2 separate regions of the Zea mays genome follow, and region 1 is linked to region 2. The links are chromatin contacts, called in public Hi-C maps. All regions are on one chromosome and are shown on one strand. The core of a region is the stretch at or near the end of the contact, and the rest is flanking DNA. Distances in the headings are between cores, read along the strand shown. Region 1 holds the start of LOC103641870 (probable galacturonosyltransferase-like 3). Region 2 holds the start of LOC100277506 (Endosomal targeting BRO1-like domain-containing protein).

Evidence for each region. Hi-C and Micro-C count contacts between places; a contact is called where the count stands out from the background.
Region 1: a contact with region 2 is called in a Hi-C map of ear, with 2.7 times the contacts expected there. The contact joins the promoter of LOC103641870 here to the promoter of LOC100277506 in region 2. A contact is called at or near these places in 3 of 25 Hi-C or Micro-C datasets (ear, leaf and tassel).

Annotation. Positions count from the first base shown.
Region 1 is chr10:135,096,352-135,102,492 of Zm-B73-REFERENCE-NAM-5.0, forward strand. It overlaps LOC103641870 (probable galacturonosyltransferase-like 3), which reads left to right and starts at 2,654. Exons shown (of 1, transcript XM_008665186.3): 1 at 2,654-4,949. The coding sequence starts at 3,290. The coding sequence ends at 4,321.
Region 2 is chr10:134,763,021-134,768,602 of Zm-B73-REFERENCE-NAM-5.0, forward strand. It overlaps LOC100277506 (Endosomal targeting BRO1-like domain-containing protein), which reads left to right and starts at 3,075. Exons shown (of 12, transcript NM_001407261.1): 1 at 3,075-3,199; 2 at 3,818-3,950; 3 at 4,276-4,555; 4 at 4,684-4,755; 5 at 4,851-4,909; 6 at 5,004-5,139; 7 at 5,323-5,419; 8 at 5,514-5,580. The coding sequence starts at 4,303.

The DNA.
Region 1 (6,141 bases), core at 1,404-3,903, 330 kb after region 2:
TGTAATCAGTTACAGATTTAAAATCGTGCTGATAACGTGTTAAAAGTAAACGGTTGTGTGAACAGAGAATGAGAACTCGTAGTCCCTTTCCATTGATCTAGTACATATTTATACACAGTGAAGGTGTGTCTTTGTACCCCTTCGTGGATTACAGAGATAGAAAGAGTTATAACTTTTCACTAACAGACACCTTTTCTAACAGACACCTAATCACTAACTATTTCTATTTTCCGGAGTCCTTTGCTTCATGCATCCTGGCGACGAATGGTTGTACCTTTTCCTGAACGGGTGTCTTTTCATAAAGATGAGATCACCGTAGAATTAATTCTTAACACAAGAGACCTGCCGCGTTCCGCTTCCGCCACGCCGACGCTACAAACCGTTCTGCCGGCTTTGCCCTGATCCTGGCACCGACGCACGTTTAGCACCCACCGAGTGAGGCTCTTTCTTGTTTGATCGCTCCATTCCACAGGTGCGTGCATTTATACGGCGACGACCGTTGCAGGTTGGATGGCGCTACCGGTGCAGTACGCACCGTACCAGTCGGATTGGCGAAGGCTTCGTTTGGATCATTAGAATTAAATTTAATTTTAATAATAATAATTTAGGTATATATTAATAAACTAATTCGTTTTATGTAAAATATATTTATATATTATTATTAACAAGATATCAGAGATATTTATGTGCTATATTTTTAGTATAAAAAAGTGAGACAAAGAGTGTCATGTAAATTATAGAGTATAAACAAATCCTACTAATACATAAAATCATTTCTCATTCCTCATCTCATGAATTTGAGATAGGTTTATATCTAAACTTTGAAAAGTGGTGGAATATCAAATTCCAAACTAAATAACTTACTTTATTGAATGTATTCCAATTCCTCTAAAATGAAGGGATCCAAACGCCCTAGTAGAGTATTTAAGTGGGTAAATATATAAAAAAACTCAAGACATATATTTTGACAAAAACAATGTATCTTTGCTCTATGCTCGAGACAATATACTAGCTAATTGATGAAATTAATTTATTAAATATTTTGATTTGTGTAATGAATATAATAAGATACATGTTTTAGACATACCTATTGTATTACATTGTGTTTTAGCTGTGTCTTATGTTTAAAGTACCATGAAACGGTGTTAAGATTGTACATGTTGTAAGACGATGGGATCAGAGATTAGACCTGTCTGCATTGAAAACATAGGGGACTATTCGATCGCAGATCCAGACGATACGGACTGCCCGCTGTTTGAAGCGTATGTCCGTGGTTTACACGCCGCCGGACCACCGAATGAATGGATCCACCGGTCGACGGTTCTTCCTTCCCTCTGTGTGGTCCGCAGAGTTTCAGGGCTCAGGCTTTGACAATTGACACGCCCCAATTGATTTGCTGTAGGATCTAAAGCTTTGTCCGTAACGAAGAAATTATGTCGTACTAACAGAGGCCATCCTGAATCCTGAATGCAACACAGCCCCGACTTCGGCCCACGTACGTATGATAGATAATAGCCAGACGAAACAGATGCAATAATCCATCTGTCGTTATGGAATTAATGTTGATTAAGTACGATCGAATCTATAAAAAAATAATAGCAATATTAAATATCTTCGAACAAGTCTATTGTAAAAAAGATTGTTATAAAAATATATTCGACGTTCTATCTAATGATACAAATTATATATCAAAGCCAAAGAATGCTCCCAATTCGTGAGTCTTGCTTTGGAAATGAAACATCAAAACAGGACCACCACCCAAGCGAAGCGACAACCAACACAAGGGGCTTCTTCGCTACAGTAGCAATGGAATGTATGAGGCCCATACATATGCTTGCCTGCAAGGAGAAGGCTCACCCCTATCCAAGTTTCACGCTCTTCTGTCGGATTCAAGCCAGCAACTACAACTACAACACAGAAAACATCTTTGGGCTGCTTCAGTAGTATGCCGAACTAGGAAAGAGTCACAGTTGATATCCATTCCTTTGAAAAAAAAGAGAGTAATTCTAAGATTAGCAGATAGATCCAAGACTTAAATTGTTAGATGGTAGATGATGTTCTAAGAACTCGCACGTTTCTCTGTACAAGAGATAAGACTCTCTCCAACAAGGGTCGGTAAAGCCTCCTGTCCGCCAAATATAGCAGACACAAACGTCCGGTAAGCGTCCAGCAAGGTGCGCTATACTGTCCGCTAAAATTTAGCGACTCTTCCTCAGCCGCTACATTTGCCGGGCATACGAGCGCGCGCTATATACTGTTCCCGTGCTGCTGCAGGTCTGAACGCGCTTTCCATTCAAAGGACCTCGGAACGAACATGCAAAGGACATCTCCGACGTCATCTGAGCACCATCTCCCGTAATATAATAAACAATGAGAAGGAATTATGCTACACATGTTTAAGTTCAGATAATAAAAATTGTTAATAAATTTTAAAAAACTATTGTCTTGCATGTTTTATTTCAATTAGCGTGTAATGAAAAGAAATGAAATATAAACCAAATAAATGGACAAAATAAAGTCTGAGGACAGAATCTTTTAGAGTGTTCTGTAAAGTACAGAGAATATTCTTTTAGGGCTAATTTGGGAACACTAATTTCCCAAGGGAAAATGAACTAATTTCCTTTGGGAAAATGAAAATCCCATGAGAAATTAGTGTTCCCAAACTAGCCCTTAGGGGACGAAATTTAGGGGACGTTGCTGAAGACAGCCTAAGAAGGCTTGAGGTTACTAATAAGCGGCCTTAAGAACCATTGCTGTTGAATATTCGGCATGGCGAGCACGGGCGCACTTGCGCACACCCGGTTGAAGCAAGCGTCGCAACTTGCATTAGTCGCATGTGGAGTGGACCCGTCGCCATGCAGCTGCTAGGAGTGCTCGCCGATAATGGGCAGTGGTCGGGCGCCGGCGCGGCGAGGTTTGGGCTTCAGGACACCGGCAAGGCGGCAAGGCTTGGCTTGGGTTCACAAAACTGATTTTAAAAACGTAGCAGGCCTCCCGCATAGTCGCGGGGTTTTCCAGTCTTCGAGGCAAACGTTTGGGCTTGGGCCTCCCGCACGGCCACACTCCACGGGGATGCTTCTCTGCACAACTGAACTACCAACCAAACATCCGAAGAAACCCAACTAAAACCACAGGGAAACCTCAAGCTCACACCGTTACACATCCTCCTCCGTCCACCCTGTCCTCCGGTCCCCCGTCATCAAACCCTTCCAATCTCGTCTTCCCCACACCCGTACCCATCAGATTCTCCGGGAGGGGGAGGGTAGCTGAAGGGCACCCAGTGGGCGCAATGCGCGTCCTCGCCGTGGTCCTCCTCGCCGCAGCGTGCGCGGCGGCGGCGGCCGGAGGCGGCGGGGAGCTTCCGGAGTTCCGGGAGGCTCCTGCGTTCCGCAACGGCGCGGCCTGCGCGGGCGCGCCGACGATCCACATCGCGATGACGCTGGACGCCACCTACCTGCGGGGCTCCCTCGCCGGCGTCCTCTCCGTGCTCCGCCACGCCGCGTGCCCGGAGTCCATCGCCTTCCACTTCGTGGCCTCCTCGGCGTCCCCGGCGCGCCGCCTCGCCTCGCTCCGCCGCGCGCTGGCGGCCGCCTTCCCCACGCTCCCGGCCACCGTGCACCGCTTCGACGCGCGCCTCGTCCGGGGCAAGATCTCCTCCTCCGTCCGGCGCGCGCTCGACCAGCCCCTCAACTACGCTCGCATCTACCTCGCGGACCTCCTGCCGCGCTCCGTCCCCCGCGTGCTCTACCTCGACTCCGACCTCCTCGTGGTCGACGACGTCGCCCGCCTCTGGGCCACCGACCTCGGCCCCGACGCCGCCCTCGCTGCCCCCGAGTACTGCCACGCCAACTTCACCTCCTACTTCACCGACGCGTTCTGGCGCCACCCCGAGTACGCCGCCGTCTTCGCCAACCGGACGCGCGCCCCCTGCTACTTCAACACCGGGGTAATGGTCATCGACCTGGACAGGTGGCGCTCCGGCGGGTACACCGCGAAGCTGGAATACTGGATGGAGGTGCAGAAGCAGGAGGCCAGGATTTACGAGCTGGGCTCCCTCCCGCCGTTCCTCCTGGTGTTCGCCGGCGAGGTCAAGGCCGTGGGGCACCGGTGGAACCAGCACGGGCTCGGCGGCGACAACGTGGCGGGCCAGTGCCGGGAGCTGCACCCCGGTCCGGTCAGCCTGCTGCACTGGAGCGGGAAGGGGAAGCCGTGGCTGCGGCTGGACGCCGGCCGGCCGTGCCCACTCGACGCGCTCTGGGCGCCCTACGACCTCCTTCGCCGCCGCGGTGCCCGGGACGATCTCCTCGATGCCGTCGCCTGACAATGCTGTCCCCGCATTGCTGGAGCGCGATCGATTCATATGCCACGGCCCACGGCGCTTGGCTGCTCCGCTCACTCCGCCGTCCCACGGGTCGATGTCGGCGTCGGTCCGCCGAGTCACTGATACATTAGTCCCACCTGGACACTCCGCATGGGTCCCATTATGGGTCCATGCTGTCAGTCGTTATGGCGTTGGTTGGAGTGGCGCTGTCGGTACTGAAATTCGTCGGGCCCACACGTTGGTGGCGGATGGGGGTTTTGTGGTGGGGGCCGAGGTGAAATGCAGACATGGGCTGTGTACAGCTGTTTTTTTGGCCTGTTGGGACCATAGATCCTATATATTCTTTATTTTGTTCAAATTCTTACTTTCATAATAGGCAAAAGTAGTGCAGACACAGGTTTTATCACCATGGGATAAAACTGGGTATATTTGGAGTTAGTGTTGTGTGTGTACAACTGTACATGTATAGTATAAGTCCATGATCGTCGTTGGTTAGAGTTTAGTTTGCGGAAACAAGGAGTGTTGTTCTTGGGAAATGTCGCTTGGTGTAGTCTTATTTTTTTTTGTACTAAGTACCATGCTGCTATTTATAGTTCGTTGATCGCAGTGCAGTCAGCCAGATTTGACGTGTCCTTTTGCTCTCAGAATGAAGGAAGAATATTGCTAATCTAAACTTTCATATTAGGAACAAAAGTAAAAGGTTAACTGGATGTCGCCTGGTGGCACAGATCTCAATCCCGCGTCTCCAAAATTCAGGCATCTGAATCTGACTTTCTAGCTTTTGTTTAAAGCCTAATCCACCCATGATTTCAGTGGAGTTTGGTGCCTTGTGAATCGAATGGGCGCTGGCCAAGTGCTCGAGGGGATCTTTGTAAAAAATAAAGGGTAGCAAATTATTTGCTTCTCCCGTGCGCGAGCGCGACAGGGAAGAAAACGGTGCGGTTGCTTTCTGCCTTTTCTCCTCAGTTAGCATCAGGTTTCCAGAAGGGGATGATCTCACGATTGCGGTAGCGTGCGAGCAGCGAGCGTGATGTTGTCGACGGGAATGCGGCTTCGTTCAGGATTACTGCAGCGGTGACAGGCCTTCCAAAGGTGCTTAAAGTCTTTCAAAACTGACCACATCCAGTTGTGCACTTGTGTTGGGCTGCGTGCCTTGATCTGCCCAACTGGGCACACACGCTCCGCCTCCCCTACTCCCTGCGGCTCGGTGCTGGTGCTGTAGCCTGTAGGAGAACTGACACAAGCGGCACCGACAGTCTGGGCATTTTACTCATGGACTCACGCAGGATGATAATTCATGTGGCAAACAACACCATACGATAAAATCAAACAAGATCATAAAAAACTAATATGCATAGAATTCAAATTCTATATGAATACATGATACAAGTTCAATGAAGAAAAACTCCATGGACAAAAGAATCAAACTTATCGCTAATTTTTTAATAACCGAATCAAAACCGTGTGTGATTTGTCGAATGTCGATCTCCTCGAAGGCATTGGCGCCAAAAAAGGAGTGGAGTCAGGCGATTTCTCAAGTTGAGAGCTAGGACTCGCTGGTTCGTCAAGCTCACCGACCACCGAGTACGGGTTGCATCATTGTGACGAGTGGTCTGAAAGCCCGCTCAGTTACTATCTTGGCCTGGCCCATTTTCTATAGGTCTGTGCCAGCCCGACACGAAAAGGCAGCTCGGGCTTAGGCAGAGGAGTGAGGCCATTGGACTGGTCCGGTCCGTCCCCGCTAGGCCTCTACAGAGAAATGAGCCCACACGTTTTGAAGATCGGGTTCAGTTTCCTAGCCGTGCCTGGAGGACCAGGCC
Region 2 (5,582 bases), core at 1,825-4,324:
CGCTGCCCTGCCGCCGAGGGAACGACGGCGAGCGCGCCGCTCACACGTACGTCGGGACGAGGGACCTGCAGCCTGGGCTAGCGGACAAACCGTGCCTTTTTTTTTGTGCTGATAGGAGTATTTTCTACAGATTCGGCGGGGCTCCGGCACTCGATGGTCTCACTCAGCCAGCCCTCAGGACAGGATGGTCCTACTCCTGCGAGCGAAAGCTCGGTTTGGGGTTTTGGCTGCTCGCTGCTGGCGTACGTAGGGAGGTATCCCTGGTACGCGGCGCGCTGTGGTTCCTCCGGCGGCGGCCTCTTGGAAGCTTTGACCGCTTACGTTGTTCTCACTGAAAATTTCTAGAATCTTCATGCCTGACGACACTGATATACCTGGCCGCGGCATTACGACGGCGAAACTCCATGGGTACTTAGCAAACTCTTATGGCACTCGATCGACGACGACGCCCGTTGTCATTGGTTGAACTCAACGTAATACCTACCGGTGGCGGTGCTCGTTATTTGCCTCGCCCAACGTCATCACGGCGGCGAGTCTCAGCTAGCTCGTCGTCTCTTCTATTGGACCTTTCACTGTTCCTCAGGCTAGTTCCTGAGGTTAGACGACTGCTGCCACGAGTCTCGACCGTTGTAAACGATTGAGGTACTAGCTAGCTGGATCCAGTTGGTTTAGGAGTTCTCAAACCCGGTTCACTGCTGAAAACAAGAGCTGGTGCCTGGTGGGCTGGTGGCCAGGTAGTACAGGGTAGCCACACGCACGCACGCGCCTAGGAAATTAAACAGACCGGCCTACCAATGACTACGACGGTCACGTTATTCAGCATTGACTAGCTAGCACTAGCCACAGACCGGCCTAGCAAGCAGCTGGCGTGGCCGTCCTGGCGTCCATCCACATCTGCGCCGAGATATTTTCCCGGCCGGTGGTGTGGCCGTATCAACGCGCGCCACTTGGGCCCGTCACCCGTGCGTGTAGCTTGCAAGTCAACACGAGGCGGGCGCCCTGGCGCGCGGCCGGCGCTGCTGCGTCCCGTCGGAGACACCTGTCCGGCCAGAAACCGCACGGCTCCGTATTAGTTTACGTGCGCCAGCCATGTCACGTGAAAGCGCACGCGCACCGGTGTAGTACTACAGACTCTACAGTGTACAGGTCGCTGGGATCACGCCATCTGTCGACGGCAGTTCGTGGGCAGCCAATGCAAATGCAATCATGCAGCTGTTCATACGTGACGACGCGCTGTTCGCAGGATCGCAATTATTGGGGAAGGGGGGGGGGGGGGATTCTAGGCCCGCCGGCCGCTGTTGCTTTTTGGAAACGAAGGTGTGCCTGACGCTCGGCTCGAGGAACAACAAATTATTAGCTGATGATGATGAAGCGACTAACCGCAAGAGGAAAGGATGCGACGCCGTCCGCGATCTCTACTTCGCTCGTTTTTTCGGGATGGAGAGGAGATCGCTCTGTCGATGTTCCATCCGTCTTCCAGCGGAAAAAGGCACGGAAAAGAGCTCTTGCAGCACGCGCGGATCTCCCCTCGTTTATTTTTTCCCCCTCTCTGGGCGCTTTAATTTTGGCGAGCCTTTTTTGTTTTGTTTTGGCAATCAACTCGAGGCCGATCTGTACGTCGGGCCTAGATACATGATGTAGTGCTTTGTAGGAGACATTGTTGCTCCTTACGCTGTTACCACTGCTCTGTCTGCTGCACGTACTGGCCTGTCAACCCCAGCGAAAACTTTTCAGCGTAGTCCAGCGAACAGATGAAGCTGCTTTACCCGGGCCGCCTTAATCATTTGTTCTGGTATGTATGTATGCATGTATATGCAATTACGCATGCGCTTAATTAGGTAGCGAGAAAGAACGATGCAGAGCAACACGCACGGCAAGCTCGATCACGTACCTGTGTCCGAAACACCATGTGTTGGTCATGTAGTGCGTGGCCACTCTATAAGACTAAACTTTGTTCAGTGCCTGCCCATGTTCAGATTCCTACTAGCTAGCGCTCCTTCCACATTGCAACAGAAAAGGCCTCCATATCGTCTATGACAGGTCTTGCTCGGTGCATGATTTGACAGACACAAAACTACTAGTGCGTGTAGTATGCACCGCATGCAGCATCTGGCGCAGATACGCTCGCACGGGATCGGCCCGGGGAGCAGATCAGCGCTGCCGCATGTGTGCGGAGATTTGCTGAAAGCCTGGCACCATGCATACACGTTCGGTCGGCCTCAAGAATCTGCTGTTAATTAGGAGTGCTACTCTAACCATGTGCGTGTGCGTGGCTGTGGCTCGGTCTATCAGTAACTCCACCAGGCAGGGCCCCATGTCACGCTTTGAGATTTAGTAAAGACCGCGAAACCACCCTCCAAATTAAAAGGCGTAGCGACCTGGACTGGACCTAACCAGCTAAATGGCTGCACTATGACGAGGTGGCAGCAGCCCGCGCTTATTTTATCTGATCCGGGTCCCGGGGGGGTTAAACAAAGTGGTGTTCATGTGTCATGCCGTGATCCAGCGCTGGAGTTGGTTGTGTCGTGACGTCGATCGGGCCGGGCCGGGGCCTGCAACGGCGTACTTTAAACATAGAATATATAAGATACAGTCGTTATCTTTGTTCGTTCGAACTTGAAAGATCACGCACAGGTCAGAGCACGTCACGCCGCTTCTCCATTCCAAAACAGACCGCTTAATAACGGATCCTGCGTCGTCCCCGATGCAAAGTTTTTTTTTGTTTTGTTTTGTTTTTTGGGAGCGATTTTGATCCAGTCCGATCCCCGCAATCCTCAGAGCCAGCGAAGGTGCAAAGGATAGAAGAAATGTTCGTCTCTTTGGCGCGGGCGAGTTTGAACATGTACAGCAGGTAGGTGTCTCGTTACATTATTTGAGAGAGAGATCACACAGGTTTTGTCACGCAGGCGGCCACAACAGTTACGCGTAGCGTAGGACACTAATCGCCACGAGATCTTTTCCTCGCGGGGTTCCCGTGCCGCTGACCAGCTGTGCGCTTCGTGATTGATTGCATCGCATCGGCGCTGAACTTTGTCCCTTTAAATAGACACGGGTCATCTCAACCCTGTAGCCGCCTCTCCTCCTCCTTCTCCTTCTTCCCCCTCTCAAGGCTCCCCTCCTCCACAGCCTGCAGCCCAGCTCACGAGGACCAGGAGGAGAAGAAGTTGCATAGCCGCCCATCTGCATCCACACTCCAACAGTTGAGTCCCTCTCTCCCTACCACCCCCCCCCCCCCCCCCCCCCCCCCCAGTTGCCTTATCTCCTCACGTCCTAGCTACAACCATACCTGCGTGCGCCGGCAGCGAGAAAGGACCAGCTACCGGCCGTGACGTTCTTCTCACCGTACGTCGCCGAGGGATTAGGTGGCTCCTCGTTTCTCTCTCTCCGGATTCATTTTTTTTCAGCTCGGTTCCACGATCTTTGAATTTTGAAACAGCCCCTTTTCAATTCGGTGTCCTTTTGACGTCTTAATATACGGCGGGCCGCGGGGGGTGATGCATTGCTCGCCTACTGCTGCTACACCAGCAGCCAGAAGGCAGGCACTCGCGCCCCGGTGTTTTCTTTAGTTTTTTTTTTCCCGACGGCACAACTTGTTGCGGCCGATCCACCCCAAAAAAAATAACGCCTTTTTCCCCTAGGCGAAAAGTATTCCGGTTGGCCGTACGTTACGGCAAGTTGCACTGCGGTTCCGATGTTGATTATTGGTCCCCAGTCCCCACTCTCCCCTGCGAACGTTTGAAGGATAAAACCACTTGTTTTGCTTGTTTCGCTCACCAGTGTTCGTTCGTCGTGCTTTGTGCTGTGCGGCCGCGTTCAGGCTGCGGGGACGGGGGAGCAGGGGTAGTGGCAGCGGTCCCGTTCTCTGCTGCTGGTGGAGGCTTTCGGTTCCGGGCGCGGGCGGTGTGGTTTTCTGTGGTCTCGAGAATCCCGGAAAGGGAGCGAGCGCAAAGGTGAGAGGGCTTCTATTGATTTTCTTTCCGCTCTCTCTCTCTCTGGTTGTGCTTGCGTACAAGTTACAATCTCCAGTGCTACCCCTTTTTTTGCCGGAACATTTCTCTCTCGAAATCCGTTGTATGATATGATGACGAGGAAACCCCAAAAAATAGAAGAAAGAATTCCAAAACCCTCCCTCTCCTGTTCAGTATCTTCTGCGGCTCCGCCGTGGATTCTTCGTGCGGTGGATTGCTTTCTTCCATCTTCGTCGTCGCATTTTTTTTTGTGTTTGGCGGTGGGTTCCTGATGTCGAAGTGAATTCATCATGCATGCGTGGTGCAGATAAACTAAGCAGGGCGCTGCACGAGGATGGGGTGCGGGGCGTCGAGCCAGAAGGACGCCGGGGCGCCGCGGAGGCGGCCGGTGAGCGTCGGCGACGTGGTCGTCTTCCTCCCGGGCCTCCGCGTGCCGAGGGCCGTCGACTTGGCCCAGGCGCTCGGCGGCTGCCTGGCCAGGAGCGCCGTGGACCGGCTGTCGGCTCTGCGATCGCGGGTCGTCGACATGGCAATGCGAGAGTCGGCGGCGGCGCTCAAGCCCAGGCGGAGGGCGGCGGCACGGCACGGTGTGTAGAGACCGGGGTGGTGTGGTATACAGCGCCTTGGATTGGTAACCTAGTTTTTGTCTGCAAGCTGAAGGCTTCCACTGCTGACCTGGGCTGTCGCGTGCCCGCTCGCTTCTGTTTGTGTGCAGGGTCTAGTACAGCCAATCTTCTACAGGCCCTCGAAGACTACTTGCCGGCTCTGCTAGGACTGGTAAAAGAAGGTGAGGAACAGCTGAAATAGTGTAGTGGTTTCGTTGTTTTTGGTTTTGGTTCACAGTTTTGTTGTTCTGATTCACCCAGTATGTGAGACGTGCAGGTAGCGTCTTGAGGAACAAAGTGCACTTCACCTGGAGTAACCAGGAGGATAATGCTGAGGTACATATGTCCAGCCCCCGGATCTCGTCAACTTGCTGCTCTTTTGTTGTTCCAAATTCAGCTGTGCGTAAATCCAGCTCCTCCTCAATCTCAGGAGACGGCCATGCCAGACGCCTGGTACGAGGTGCTGTCCATGCTGCATCTGATGGCCATGGTCTGCCTGCTGCAGGCCAACGCCCTGCTTCTCCCGAGGTCATACGGCGATGGCTATGCCCCAAGGGTTTCTGAAGGTACTGCAACTGTTTGTTAACTGCAAATCCGAGGTGCGGTGTCGTTGCCTCGGAGACTGCGGCTCCAAGTTTCCTCCCTTTAAATTATGCCATGAAACACGCTAATGATTTGTCGTGCATTGACGTACCTCGGCCAATACTTCTCATGCGCTGATAAGGCGACATATTTCCAATGTGCTACAGAGAGTCGACGGGCTACTGTTGATGTCTTCTTGAAGGCAGCTGGATACCTAGACTGTGCAGTTCGGCATGTACTCCCGAAGATGCCACTGGAGCTAAGGTTCTGTACTCTTTAGCAACTTCCTAGCAGGCAGGCTTCAATTCAAACTTGAAGATATTTACTGAAACACTCCCGTCTAACATGTGAATAGCAGGAGACAACTTCCAGTAGACCTGGCTGAAGGAAATCTCAAAGCTCTAAGCCTCCAAGCCCTGGGTCAGGT